Regions from separate parts of the Rattus norvegicus genome. Here region 1 is linked to region 2. Evidence: chromatin contacts called from public Hi-C data. All regions are on one chromosome and are shown on one strand. The core of a region is the stretch at or near the end of the contact, and the rest is flanking DNA. Distances in the headings are between cores, read along the strand shown. Region 1 has its middle 57 kb from the start of Spag16. Region 2 has its middle 60 kb from the start of Pced1bl1.

What was found. A called contact is a pair of places that touch in the nucleus more often than the background predicts.
Region 1: a Hi-C map of the A7r5 cell line shows a contact between it and region 2, with 3 times the contacts expected there. The contact joins two enhancer-like sites. A contact is called at or near these places in 1 of 12 Hi-C or Micro-C datasets (the A7r5 cell line) and 1 of 1 datasets of contacts at active chromatin or transcription factors (oligodendrocytes).

Annotation. Positions count from the first base shown.
Region 1 is chr9:78,723,875-78,726,574 of GRCr8, reverse strand. No RefSeq gene overlaps it. Among named protein-coding and RNA genes, the nearest start is that of Spag16, 57 kb to the left of the region's middle. Within about 2 kb of position 1,449, at least 1 of the 93 cell types and tissues checked has an H3K27ac peak or open chromatin away from gene starts, as enhancers often do. A contact at or near this core is called in the A7r5 cell line, where this site is marked.
Region 2 is chr9:78,247,908-78,250,607 of GRCr8, reverse strand. No RefSeq gene overlaps it. Among named protein-coding and RNA genes, the nearest start is that of Pced1bl1, 60 kb to the left of the region's middle. Within about 2 kb of position 1,332, at least 2 of the 93 cell types and tissues checked have an H3K27ac peak or open chromatin away from gene starts, as enhancers often do. A contact at or near this core is called in the A7r5 cell line, where this site is marked.

The sequences.
Region 1 (2,700 bases), core at 200-2,699, 480 kb before region 2:
ACTAAACTCATCACAGGATCGGCATGAGTTGCCTGCGTCTCCATTTTACAGATTGGAAAACTGGCAACTGACCTGGGATATCCTTTCGATATATGCTTGCTGTGTTACCCACTTTAGGTACTGACCCCAGGAAATGAAGCCGCATAAACCACAAAGCAGCGGCCAAGCATTTTCTCCCGATCCTCTTTGTCAGTTACGTGACGATATTAACAGCATAAGAAAAGGTGATTTGTTTTTTCTGACTAGAAAAGGTGCGGGTATCCAGGTGTCACACAGGAGCACTCCTGGCATCCAGCTGCCCCACCTCTTGCTTGCTGCCTGAGGAGGCTAGCTACTTGGATGTCCTAGGAGTCATAAATCTTTTTATCATTCCAGACCAGGCCTTTCCTCCTCAGGAATCTCTAAAGTCAGCTATTTCTTTGATTTTCCCCTAATGTCCCTAACCTTGGGCAAAAGCATTACTCAGGAATGCAGGGCTATTAATAATAAAAATTTATTTTGAGTGTGTCCTTTCAGGACCCTGTCCTAAGCCTACTCGGGTTATAGAAGAGGTGAGCTACGAGCTCTGCCTCTTTCTTCTCTCATTTCTGTTTGCATTTCTGCTCCATGACATCATCTGCCGTGGGAATGCTTCTGTTCTGCACGACAGTGGAAAGGCCAAGCGTCTCGTGGTTTTTGTTTCCTACCAGTTATTTTTTTCTACTACTAAGAACAAATTCTCAGTCATGGCCTATGAGAATCCACTTAGATGCCAACTTCTTTAGACTAAAACTAACACTCCCATTTCCAAAAAACAAAAACGCAGACAGGAGACCTAATCCACTTACTGATCTATAACTGGCTCCCAACCCGTCAGTAACTTGCACCCTGAATTAAAACGAGTTTAAGACTTTCGGCTCCAGGAAACAACCCGGAAAAGGTTGGTCTTGAAACTGAGACAAAGCAGCCACCAAGACGAATAAAGCAGACTTACTCAGATTCCCCGGGTGGAAAAGCCCTGGCTTACAGAAGATGATCCCAGAGAAAGTGAGAACAGCACTTCCGAGTTTGGGGTTTGATAGATGCTGAGGTAGAAAGAGGGATGCTCCATACTGGAGCGAGGAGAGACCAGCCCTACTACCGGGCGGCACAGGGCAGTCTTGCAAGGAACACCACCACACAGAAGGATGCACGTAAACAGGTGGGCGGGGAAGCGTGACTGCGTGAAAACTGTCATATTCTATCTCATCAGGATTTGGATATGAGTGCTGGCAGAACCGGTGGTCTGGGAAACTTCTGCAGCCTGCAGAGTGGTTGAAGTCCAAGGGAAGCATTTAACTAAATCTCCAGGTTGCAATGACCAGACAGTGATGCAGGGAAGTCACCCTTTCCGAAGAGCAAGCAGTAAGGTATGCAGCCAAGCAGTGTGTGACAGAGAGGGATGGGTGCATGAGACCAGCCAGTTGGAATTCGTAGCCCAGCTTGAAAGTCTGGACAAAGTTCACACGCCTAAATCAGCCGTATTCACAGTGTTTGTGGAGTCCTAGCCCAGGGGCCAGACTTGTGGCCTGAAGGCAGCTTCCAGATCTGCTGTGGCAGGTCCTTCTACAGTACCTGTGGTCCCAGAGCTTGGGAGATCAGTTTCTGTTCGCACAATGAGATTGATGCCACCAGCTGCCACAAAGAAGAAATCTCACTTAAATCTTACAAGTTCAAAAGAAATTTTTATTACCATAGACTTAATCCTGAGGACATTCTGATTAAACAGGGCTGATGGGAACAATTTTCCAGTCTCGCCTTGAAGATACTTGGCTTCTTTAAACTCCCTGATGTACAGACCAGGTCCCCAGAAATACATACCCCCTCGGGTTGTATATGATAATAGAAAAAACACTGTATAATAAGCTTTTTGTATCAGAAAGTCGTTGAAGGGTCTCCACGGGGAACTGTCTGACGTGGGAACTCTTGGAGGACAGGGGGGTAGTGCAGTTGCACCAAGGGCAACCACATTTGTTTTGGGGAATTCTAACGCACCTGGCTTAGCTCAAAGGCTTCTCTCTGCTCTGTTCTCAGGACCTTCTCAGATGAGCTGATATTGACAGAATACACACTCAATTTATAAGGACCTGGAGCCCTGTGGTATTCTGCCCTGCAAAGGGATGGCACTTTGACCTCTCCTGTGTGGGAGCACAAGGCAGAGGGAGAGGAAATAAGCCAGTTCTTGTTCTGCACATTAGTAATACCCTTGGATTCATTAAACGGCATGGTTTTAAGGCCTGGAGCATAAGCCTTCCCTCCTATGCTCTCTGTACTCTTCATCTGGAAATAAAAAGCACTCGTGGTATCTCTTCATTAAAGTTCAGTAGTGATTTCTGCATTTGTATACAAATCAAAAGTTGAAAATAATTACCTATTTTAAAATGCAAATCAAGTAAAATGTTTAATCTGCTCAAATTCTGAAAACTTTGCCCTCTCAAAATAAATTCTAATATGTGTTATCTTCAAGCACATTATCTCTGGGCTTCATAAGCTAAAGGAGGCATTGAAGAATTGTATTAAGCACTGTGGTTCAGTTTGTGTGAGGCAAGACATTTTGAATCCTGATGAGCAGGGACCCTGGACTACAGAGTGGGAAACCCTGTCTCAACCAAAAGTAAAAAAAAAAATTAGAATTAAGTTTATTCAGAGTCATTCATTGACATAAAAAATAACCATTACTTT
Region 2 (2,700 bases), core at 83-2,582:
TCAGCAGAACCCCAGGACAATCCTGAGGCCATGGAGTCTTAGTGGAGCATTGAAAGGAGGGGGAGTTTGCAGGAAACCGGAATTCGACGACAGCTTAGTTACGTATAACAGGGCCACAGAAGGATGAAGAGGACAGATACGATTGGAGTCGAAGGCATCAGAATGGAAGCAGACTTCAGACTTTCCAACTTGCTACGGAAGACCTGAGATTCCGTGTACTGAGTCCAGAGCATGGTAGCCCGCTTCCTCGTTGTTGCTTCCTAGACGCGCTGCTGGTGATGGAGCTCTGCCACTCCATCAGCCTGAGAGGCAATCCCAATCTAACGGATTAAACTTCGCACCTGAGACGTAGTTCCTTCTTGTTTCTCTCACTGGCTCACTGAAATAATAGGTTTTACTAAGAATTAGAGTTCGTTTCACTTCAACACAGACATTAACATTGTTTAAGGCATTTGACTCTCGTGCATCCATTGAACTTTGTGTGAAATAGTACAGTGTCACAAATATCGGCTCCATTGGAGTCATCAGACAGGAGAACTTTCTGTCATTTGGTCTATCTATTTATTTTATTACTGTTTCCTGTGTTTGGCTTAGTAGATATTTGCATTCATAGAAATGCACTTATTTGTAACAGATATATGTATATAGATATACACACACGTATATGTGTGTGTCTTTGCACAGATATTTATGTCTATATATATGCCTTTGCCTATAATTTTGTGTGATACCATGTAATATCAGAGCCACTATTTATTACCTCTTTGGACAATATTTCCCAGATATATAATTCAAGGCCCCCCCAGGAGACATCTGATGGGGTTCTACTCAAATTATAAAGATGAAGGGATAATAGGTTCAATGTTCTAAAGACCTAGTAGGAACCAAACTTCAGCCCCAGATCAGCAAGATGCACATGCAGAATGTATTTGATAGCAAGAGAATTTATGGCTAAAAAAATGACACCAGGTTCAGAAATCTTTACTCCCCACATCGCCTGTTAACTTGTTGAACATTTCTCCAGAGATTCCCTGTAAAGAGAGTTATCTTATTTCAGTGAACACATGGATATTTTCATCGGTGGCTTCACGTTTTGGGAAGGACTGTACAATGCCGATCTGCAGTTTATTCATTCTCTTTGTTAGTCTGTTGTTTCCTGAGAAATGAAAGCTTGTGTAAAGCTGTTAAACCACATTTAACGAAACACCCAACCCTTCAGCTCTTTACAAGCTTTTGTAAAACTAGTGATCTGGGTGAAAAAGTCCTGGCTGGGAGTAGAGTATCGCGAACAGATGAGCTCACCTCTGGTATGCAAAGCTGCCGAATTAGCTGGTTAAACAGGCTGCTGAGATAATTACATTGTCTGTTTTGTGACACATTACACCGGTGCACTTGGGATTAACCTGTTCTCTTGTGTCTATTCTGATCAGGTTTTTAGACAGCCTTTTATCTGATGAAGGCTCAGAGACATCAAAAGAGAAAGGGGCGTGGGTGAAAAAGAAAAGCCCACATCAAGCTGTAGAGTTAAAATTTCTATTTAAATTTCTGCACCTATATCCCGTATTTCCATAACTTCGCTTGCTCTCTAGAGACCTCTGCTGGAAACTATGGATACGAATAAAATCACACTTGAAGAATTCATTGTTTGCATTTTACTGTAGCCATTATAGCATAAGCCCCATAACTAATTTTAAGAATGAAATTTCGATGTCATGTCATAAGCATAACACATGAACTGCCGAGATGTGTTCAGGCAGAAGTGCTGTGCTCTAAAAATTTCTGGAGGCTTTTTTGCAAGGTAACATGGAGCTGGTGGTCGATTAGTGACCCATACCATAAGATGCTACTCTATGCTTAGCAATGATAAATTTTGGCTTGTTATTTTTATATTTTTGTTAATGTTGTCAAAGTTTAAGTAGAATTATTTATTTTGAGATTAAATGAGGTAGACATAAACACCAAGGACGATAATAGCAATAACCATACACAAATAATTATGAAACCTGTCCTGAAAGATTTTTATGAGCCCTTTTTATGGACATAATTATGCTTACAAGGAAAATTATTTAGACCTTCTGATTATGTGGGAATGTAGTAAACATAAGATTTCATCGCAGTGATAATTTAGATAAAGAACAATTAAGAGAATAAATAGAAGTCCTACCCATTAACAACCCCTGGCAACTCAAATTGAATTTTACCAACTATTGAGCTTCTGGCTATATGAAGATGCAATTTAAAGCAGGTATAATAGATTTTAACAACTAAACAGTGTTTGTTACACTGTACAAACTAAGATATTAGTTAAATGGGGCAAGAAATGTCCCTTCGTGTTAATGAACACCAAATTTAACTCCTACTGTTCTTCCTCCCCCACTTCCCCATCCCCACCCCCAGGAACAGCTGTACTTGACTTGTTAAATCAGCATTCAGATGGGTTTCCTAGGGGGAAAAATATTTTTGGAATAAAGCTTAACTTGGCCAGATCTGTCTCTTTTCCATGTTTTCGATTTGTTTTGAAGGATTTGAAAATATTGGCATCTTTCTTCCCCTTGGAGAGTCCATATTGTACTGTCAGATACGAGAGGCTCTGCCAACCTCACTTAGAGAGTCTGCATCAGTGTTTCAGAACACGCTAACACGGGATCACTTCTAGACGTCATCTGTCTCGTGGGTAATTGTTTTAAATATTTTCAGCAA